Linked DNA regions of Sus scrofa: region 2 is linked to region 1. A link is a contact called in public promoter capture Hi-C data. All regions are on one chromosome and are shown on one strand. The core of a region is the stretch at or near the end of the contact, and the rest is flanking DNA. Distances in the headings are between cores, read along the strand shown. Region 1 holds the start of CTR9 (RNA polymerase-associated protein CTR9 homolog). Region 2 holds the start of RNF141 (ring finger protein 141).

The links. Promoter capture Hi-C pulls out the DNA fragments that hold promoters and counts their contacts.
Region 2: a promoter capture Hi-C map of liver shows a contact between it and region 1, with 4 times the contacts expected there. The contact joins the promoter of RNF141 here to the promoter of CTR9 in region 1. A contact is called at or near these places in 1 of 5 promoter capture datasets (liver) and 1 of 2 datasets of contacts at active chromatin or transcription factors (alveolar macrophages).

What each region holds. Positions count from the first base shown.
Region 1 is chr2:48,727,657-48,731,794 of Sscrofa11.1, forward strand. CTR9 (RNA polymerase-associated protein CTR9 homolog) reads right to left here and starts at 1,824. Exons shown (of 26, transcript XM_021083325.1): 1 at 1,396-1,824; 2 at 108-210. The coding sequence starts at 1,440.
Region 2 is chr2:48,983,908-48,988,076 of Sscrofa11.1, forward strand. It overlaps RNF141 (ring finger protein 141), which reads left to right and starts at 1,612. Exons shown (of 6, transcript NM_001252196.1): 1 at 1,612-1,647.

The sequences.
Region 1 (4,138 bases), core at 574-3,073:
TTATTTAAGAAACTGGCCTTTTTGTTCCATAAAGGGTAATACAATTAACTTCCATACACACAGTATTTTTAATTGATCATGTGCCCAAGCATTTGTTTCATGAATACTCACTGCCAAAGCAATCCATATATGCAGTTGTGTGTGTTCCTGTTTCAGAATACTGATAACTTCATCTCCTTCAGGTAACTGATCGAAGTCAAGTTCGATGACCTAAAATACAAAATGTAGGTTTTTAACTCTTCTTTTTAAAGTCACATTTCTTCTTTGATGGCTGCTTTCTTGAGTATACATCAATATGGTTATACATAGGCTTTGTACTCCATTTCAATAGGGCTGAACAAGTGTATGTTAAGAAATGTTTAAGGAGCGTACAACAAATAGGTTATATAGTGGTATTAGAAGCAAACAAATTTTCTTGAATCCCTAGACCTATAAAACGCTGCAAAAGCTCTGCTTACTGAAAAATAAAATGATACTCTACTTAACGTTTAAATGCAAGTAAAGAGCAGATAAGCACCCCCAGAGACTCTGATGCCATTGGTCTGACAACCTGAGAAGCACAATTCTAGAAGCAATGCAAAGTTGAATACCACTGTAAACCTCAATCATGGAGGCAGCACTTGTGTCACACACTCCTGAATGTGGCACAAAAATAATAGTAGGAAAACGTTCTATAATTAGATAGTGGTGATGGTTAGACAACTTTGTAAATATTACTGAAAGCCACTGGATTTTATGGAAAGTGAAGTATATCTCAATATTGTATCTAAATAATCAAATAAAAAGAGTATGAGATCTCCAATAAGATAACATCGATGCTGGGAGCTTTACCCATACAAGTCATAGGCCACTCATGAAAGAGATGACAAGAAGGGAGAGTGGGTCAATTCTACTAGCACACAGCAGCGGCTATTATCTTGGGGTCCCTATTTCGCTGACAGAGCTTTGCTCGGCAGACCTGGGGCACCATGACACTCGAGTTTCTAAGGGAGAAAGGGCGACAACCTACATATTCCCAGGAGAGATACTTAGTTTGAGCAGCAGAGAGAACTCAGTGACATCAGCGCCCACCTCTGCGATCTGTGAGGTGCCTTACATTTTGCCAGGCACTCACACCTCTGCGCCCCTGAATTAGGAAAAGAGCAGAGCACTGCCAAATACGAACAGGTTGGAGGGGAACTTTCAAGAACTCCCTCTTGCCTCCGGAGGTTGCGGGGATCTGATGTTCCCAGCCTGGGAGGGCACAGGGGATGGGGAAGGAGGTGATCAGAGCTTCGGCCCCGGGAGTTCGATCTGCGGAGAGGGTGCTCTCGCCTCGGAAACGAAGTCGAGAGAAAGGGGGGGGGGAATCGTCCAAGTTCAGGGCCCCCACCCTCCCCCATACTCGGCACTTACCTCGTCAGTGTCCCGGAGGGGAATCTCGATGGAGCCCCGCGACATGGTGAGATCAGAAGGCGAGCGGGCGTCCGAACCCGCCGCTCCGCAGGCAGTACTCCTGGCTTCTGCTTCTCCGGAGGCTAGCGGCAGCTCGGACTCTGGTCTTGACTGCCGCCCCGCGGCGCCGCCGGAGCTCGGGCTTCTCCTTCCCGTCAGCCGCTCAAACAACGAACAGCAGACGGCGTCCGGCGACTTCCGGCAGCCCCGCCTCCTGCCCCGGAACTTTCCCCGCGGGAGGGGCTGTCGGAAGGGAAGCCTCCTCCGGTAGCTCAGGTTCCCCGACTTTAGGAGGAGGGCTCCGGGCTTCCGTTGGCGCGTTCACTTCCCCGAGGCCCTGAGGCTACTGAACCTAATGGCTCATTGACGCTGGAATAAATTCGCCGAGGGAGTATCCGCTCCGCCTACAGTAGGCGGGCGACGAATGAGGTGAAGACTAGGGGCCTGGCCGCTAACTGACATGGGAATTCTGGCCAATTATAGCCATCTGTTCCTGAGCTTGACTCCGCCCCCGAGCCTCGGACTTGGCCTCTGCCAAGGTGGGCCCGGCCAATCTCGTTTTCTTAATCTAGGTTGTCATAAAGAGTACAACCTTCTGTAACACAATCATTGGTTGCTCCTTTGGCTGCTCGCGGAGTCACCTGTGCTACCTCCGTGATCAGTTTAAATATACATTACAACGAATTCTGTCATCATTGTGATCATGTATTGTGTGAATTTTGCTTTTGTTTTTTTCTTTTGGTTCTTTGAAGCAAAGAGAATCTCTGAGAATCTGCTAGATTTGTAGTTTTAATAAAGTTGTTAAATAATTGGATTACATTTGTGATCAACGTTTTAAGTTGTAGAATTTTTTTTTTTTTTCCTTTTAGGGTCTCACCTGCAGAATATGGAAGTTTCCAGGCTGGGGGTTAATTTGGAGCTACAGTTGCTGACCTATGCCACAGCCACAGCAATGCTCGATCCAAGTCACTCTGCCACCTACACTGCAGCTCATGGCAACGCTGGATCCTTAACCCACTGATCAAGGCCAGGGATCAAACCTGCATTCTCATGGGTAATAGTCGAGTTCTTAACCTGCTGAACTGCAACGGGAACTCCAAGTCATAGAATTTAATTAAATACATTTAAATTCGTGTTTTCATTAAATTATAATGTGATTAAATTAGCTGGTAATCAGTGTTTTGATTGAGCCAGAGAGGAATCTGATTAAATAAATTTGTAAACACTGTCAGTTTTACCAGTATGTATCATCTTCATCTCCACCACCTCCATTCTAGCCCAAACCAATATCATCACTTTCCTGCAATACCCTTTGTCTCACCCAATACTTCATCCGCTTGAATCTGGCTAGTGTCCATGAGGATGCGTGTTGGATCCCTGGCCTTGTTCAGTGGGTGAGCATCCGGCATTGCCATGAGCTGTGAGGTAGTCACAGACGTGGCTTGGATTCCTTGTTGCTGAGGCGTAGGCTGGCAGCTGTAGCTCTGATTTTACCCCAAGCCTGGGAACTTACATATGCTGCCAGTGCAGCCCTAAAAAGAAAAGAAAAGAAAACAAAACAAAAAAACAATTTGATGTTTGTGTTTCCTCCTACCTCCCCTGAAACCTTTAAGTGGAAAATTCATTGAAATATATATCGATTAGTTGTCCAATACAGACATAATACTGGCTATGTAGGTAATTTAACATTTTCTAGTAGCCCCATTAAATAAGAAAAAGTAGATGAAATTAATTTTAGTAAAATATTTTGTTTTACTCAATATATCCAAAATATAATTTCATCATGTAAGCAATACAAAAACTGAGACAGTTTACTTCTTTTTATACTAAGTCTTGGAAATCCAGTATGTACTTTACACTTACATATTTAATTCAGTTGCTTAATTTTTTTTTCTTTTGTCTTTTGTTGTTGTTGTTGTTGCTATTTCTTGGGCCGCTCCTGCGGCATATGGAGGTTCCCAGGCTAGGGGTTGAATCGGAGCTGTAGCCACCGGCCTACGCCAGAGCCACAGCAAGCAGGGTCCGACCGCGTCTGCAACCTACACCACAGCTCATGGCAATGCCGGATCGTTAACCCACTGAGCAAGGGCAGGGACAAAACCCACAACCTCATGGTTCCTAGTCGGATTCGTTAACCACTGCGCCACGACGGGAACTCCCAGTTGCTTAATTTTAATTGAAGCTGCTGGACCTGTATTTAGATTACATAAAATTTGCAGTTGAAAATGAGTAGATCCACTTACTTCTTTGGAAAACCTGTGTTTTCCCAAACATACTTAAAAGATTTCCAATAACTGAATCACTTATCAGTTTAAAAATTATCATTTTTAGTTAATTAAAAATAAACGGGTGTTCCGGTCGTGGCTCAGTGGTAACAAACCCAACTAGTATCCATGAGGACGTGGGTTTGATCCCTGGCCTTGTTCACTGGGTTAAGGACCAGTGGTTGCCATAAGCTGTAGTGTAGGTTGCAGAGAGGCTCAGATCCCGTGTTGCTATGTCTGTGGTGTAGACCAGCAGCTACAGCTCCAATTCGACTCCTAGCCTGGGAACTTTCATGAGCCATGGGTGCAGTCCTAAAAAGACAAAACAAAACAAAAAATAAACAAAATTTGGAGTTCCTCTATGGCTCAACAGATTAAGGATCTGGCATTGTCACTGCTGTGGCAGGTTGAAGTTGTGGAGTGGGTTCAATCCCTGGCCA
Region 2 (4,169 bases), core at 362-2,861, 260 kb after region 1:
CCGGAATGTCGGAATTTGAAGCAGAGAAAGATTTATTGCAAGGCCTTTCAGTGATATGGGTAGCTCATGCCTTAAAAAAATGGAAATTTTCCAAGGCTTTCAGCAACCCCCTTTTAAAAGCAGGCTGAGGGAGGGGCATGATGAGTTGTTGCAAACTTCTTGGTGTCTGGATCCTTTGTTTTTGTAGCTGTCCATGTAGGTCAGGTCACGATGTTCCTGTTTTTCTCTGTTCAGGTCAGGTCGTGGTCAGGTTATCTGCATATTTCAAGCTATAGGCAATATTCTTTTACAAAAGGTGCAGAGCATGACTAAGCACAGGCAACAGACCTAATATGGAGTCAGATTTGTTCTTCCGTTATTGCATGTCAGGTTTTGCCCTGGTTGTCAGGGAGACAATCCTCAGTACCCTTTCCATAAGGTATAAAAAGGAGTACACAGACACATGGACCTGGCCCTAATGAAGTCTCACCCAGGCAATTTAGAACAAGAGTTAAAAGCGCAGGATCAGAGTTCAGTCAGCTTGGGTTTGAATCTGCTTCTGCTCCTTACTGATTGATCGTGGAAAACGTAATTGACTTTCCTGCTTCTTCAACTGTAAAATATAAGTGTTAAGAATACCTACCTCATGGGATTGTTGTGACGATTAAATGAATTCATGCGTTCAAACTACTTAGAACAGAGCAAGGCATGTAGTAAACTGTCTACACATGTCTATTATCAGAAGGCAGGATTAGTTCTTTACAAGGTAAATCAACAAATGACAGGGGGGAGGATGAATGTGGAAACAGGAACAAGCATAAACAGTAGTTTAATTTAGCTGCTAAGCATACAGGCAACAGGGTCAATACCAATTCCTGGAGTTAAACCTTTGCCTTGCTGTTTATATACGGAGTGAACTATTTAAACAAGAGCAATGCCTGTAAAGTGCCTAGTAAAGTATTTAGTACACAATAGATGTTTAATAGAGAGTAATTATTACCTACAAATGTTCTGAAACGCCAAGATTTGGCCAACATAAGTTCATAATAATAATAGTTGCCATGTATTAGGCTTACAATTTTGAACCTGTACTTTGTATTCTCTTTCACACTTCTTAACCTAGGTAGGTGAGCATATGGTCCCTTTTCATGATAAAGAAACGAGACGATATTTGTGTAGCTATACCAGTGGGAGGTTGGAAGCCTAAGTAGTGGCTTGCACTACAACACTCGACCAAACCGGAGCTCGCAGTGCCTTTGTCACCAGCTGGGCTTTTGCTAGGGAGATGGGGCCAGGAGAGGCAGCAATCTGCCAGGCCGCAGCCATGGCCGCCTCATGGAGCCTTAGCCACGGGGAGCCTGCCAGGCAAGGCCTCTCCCGCCGCCACTAGGTCACGGCACCCTTCTCGCCTTTCGCCGCCACCGCTCCCTCTCGGATGGCCTCTGGGCCTGGCCTGGAAGGTGTTCAGAAGAAGGGAAGCCAGAGATCCTGAGCCGAACTTTGCGGAGGAAGGTTGAACACTGTTTCCAAGCAACGCGCTGGAGGCGGGGCTTGTGCGTCACTGAAGTGCGACCAAGTAGCGGACCTAGCAGCCCCGCCGCCCGTGGGGCTGAGCCGCTGGCTGGGGCGGCGCCGCAACTGCCGGAAGCGGGATGCCTTGAACCTGGGGTGAGCTCCGCCTGTCGCCGCTTCTTTTCCCAGCCTCTCTATCACCCTCGGTACAGGAGTAGAAACATAGGCCAGGCTTTGAGTGCCGCTCCGGGCTTCTGTAGGGAAACAAACCCCACCCCGTCGCCTTTTCTAGGCCTCGGCTTAGGACTGGCGCAGTCTTTCTCACTTTGTTTGTAGTAGCTGGGTGTGGAGGTGGCTTTTCCCGTTGTGAGGGGGCGGGTGGTGGCGTTGGAGGGGCGGGGGCGGGAGAGAGCTTTTCTTCCTCGAGCGCGGACCCGCTTTTGAATATTGGCGCCGGTGCAGTCTGTCCGCCAGTGGAGGCAACTGTTGGTCGTAGCGCAGGTGCGCTTGAGGAAGGGTGGTGGTGGGAGGGTGGCGGTTGTGTTTAGTAAACGCCCTGGTGGGGCTGGAAACTGTGAGCCCACAGCGCACTGGACACCCGGTATTAGAAAGCCTTGCCTGGGCTCGGTCTCCTTAACCTGCCTTCCCTTTCTAAATTAGCTTAGACTACTCTTCTTCCCAAAGGTCTGGCCTTGTCGAACCAGCTGCCGTGAGACCCGAAGTTTGCTTGTTAATGGTGGTACTAATTCCTGGAAAGGAAACTTTCTGTTTTCGTTTTTGAAATGATTTATTTCAGTTGTTTTTATTATGTTACAAAATGTAGGTTTATTGTTATTGTTCAAGTTTATCCCCAGTCCCATTAAAATTGTAGTGTACAACCATATTCTGACCCTGTCCTGTTTCACAGTGCCAAATGATTCAGTTATCATCTCTGGCGTATTTTTAAAGAGGCATTGACACTTCCTATGGTTTATAATTCTTTTTTTTTTTTTTTTTTTTTTTTTTTTTGTCTTTTGCCTTTTTAGGGCCCCACTAGCAGATATGGAGGTTCCCATGCTAGGGGTATAATGTGAGCTGTAGCTGTCGGCCTGTGCCACAACATCGCCGGATCTGAGCCATGTCTGAGACCTACACCGCAGCTCACAGCAGGGCCGGATCCTTAACCCACTGAGGGAGGCCAGGGATCCAACCATGCCCTCATGTATGCTAGCGGGGTTAACCACTGAGCCAGGACGCGAATTCCCCTATGGTTTATAATTCTTAGCTCTTGTGCATGAAATGATTCTTTTCCACCACCTTCCGCCCATTTTTTTTTATTATAAAATGAGCTTCCAGTTCTGAATTTCTTCTGGAACATGAAGTGCCCCGGACAAATGATTCTGAATTTTCACCTCTGTATTGAAATCACTCCACTAAAAAGTGTTACTTTCTGAATTTAAAACTCAAAAATAGTGGGAATTTTTCTCCTTTCCTTTGATGCTGACTGCCCGCAGTTTCTAGATGTTTTCTTCCAGGATATGGTTATATGTTTCCAAAATAACCATTTGGTATAAATGAACTTTATATTTGGTGTCTGTAGCCTGATCCTTCTTTTCACATCTGAACTCTTGACACACTTCCTGTCCCCTTCTCCTCCCCAAAAGGCAGAGAAGATCCAGAGAAAATTCTTACAAGTCTAGTTAGTGCATTTTTCCAAATATGAAATTTATCTAGTAAACACACTGGTGATATCAGAAATCTGTTTCGGTCTTAAAGTACTGTCCTTTTATAGTTTTTCTTTCTGTAAAATTTTTGTCTGATTAAGATCTTCGAGCCCAGAAAAGTATTCCAGACTCCATAGTGCTTCTGACTAGTTGTTATAACTGCTGTTAATTTCTTGTCTTGAAAGACCCTGGATAATCTGTTTATAGATTTAGAGTCTGGGTAAGGAATGAGAAGCTATCTTTAGGAACCTAGTTTTTTTGTGCTTAGCACTGATACTAAAGCAGACTTAACAGTGAAATTAGTTGATGATTATTTGGACTATAAATATCTGGTAAGTAAAGAAGTTGATACAAAATTTCATGGAGAACAGGTTTCAGAGGGTTTTCTCAGTACTACAGTGTTTGTGAACCAGTCATGTTGCACTTCCAGGCTTTTCATCTTTGCTTTAATCCTTTTATGAATGGATATGGTTTAAATTTTCATGGAGATTTTTTTTTTCCCCAGCTACCCATGATGTGATTTTCATATCTTTCTAAAGAATATTTGAATCACAACAGTTCATTTGTTAGAAAAATAAGTAACTGAGTGTATGTTACCACCCATCAGAGAATGTGGCATTTTTGGAATCCCTGATATTCTTATGAGTTTCAAAATAACAGTTATTCTTTATTTAGAAAATCCTTCAAATATTTTCTGAAAGCACATTGTTATCCTGCTTGAAAGGACTAAATTATAGGTGGTACAATAGTATGAGAGCTGCCAGTCCTTTGAGAAATCTTAACCAGAGATTTGTCTTGATGAATTCTATGCCAGTGGTTTGCAAATTAACTCCTATTCAGTACTACTGTTTCATGATACAGAGGGAAATATTCTGCTCATAGCAAATAATGAACATTTCTCAATTTACATAAACATTAATGATAAGTTTTTTACAATTTTTATATTTTTTCTTCCATGTATTTTTTTTGTTTGTT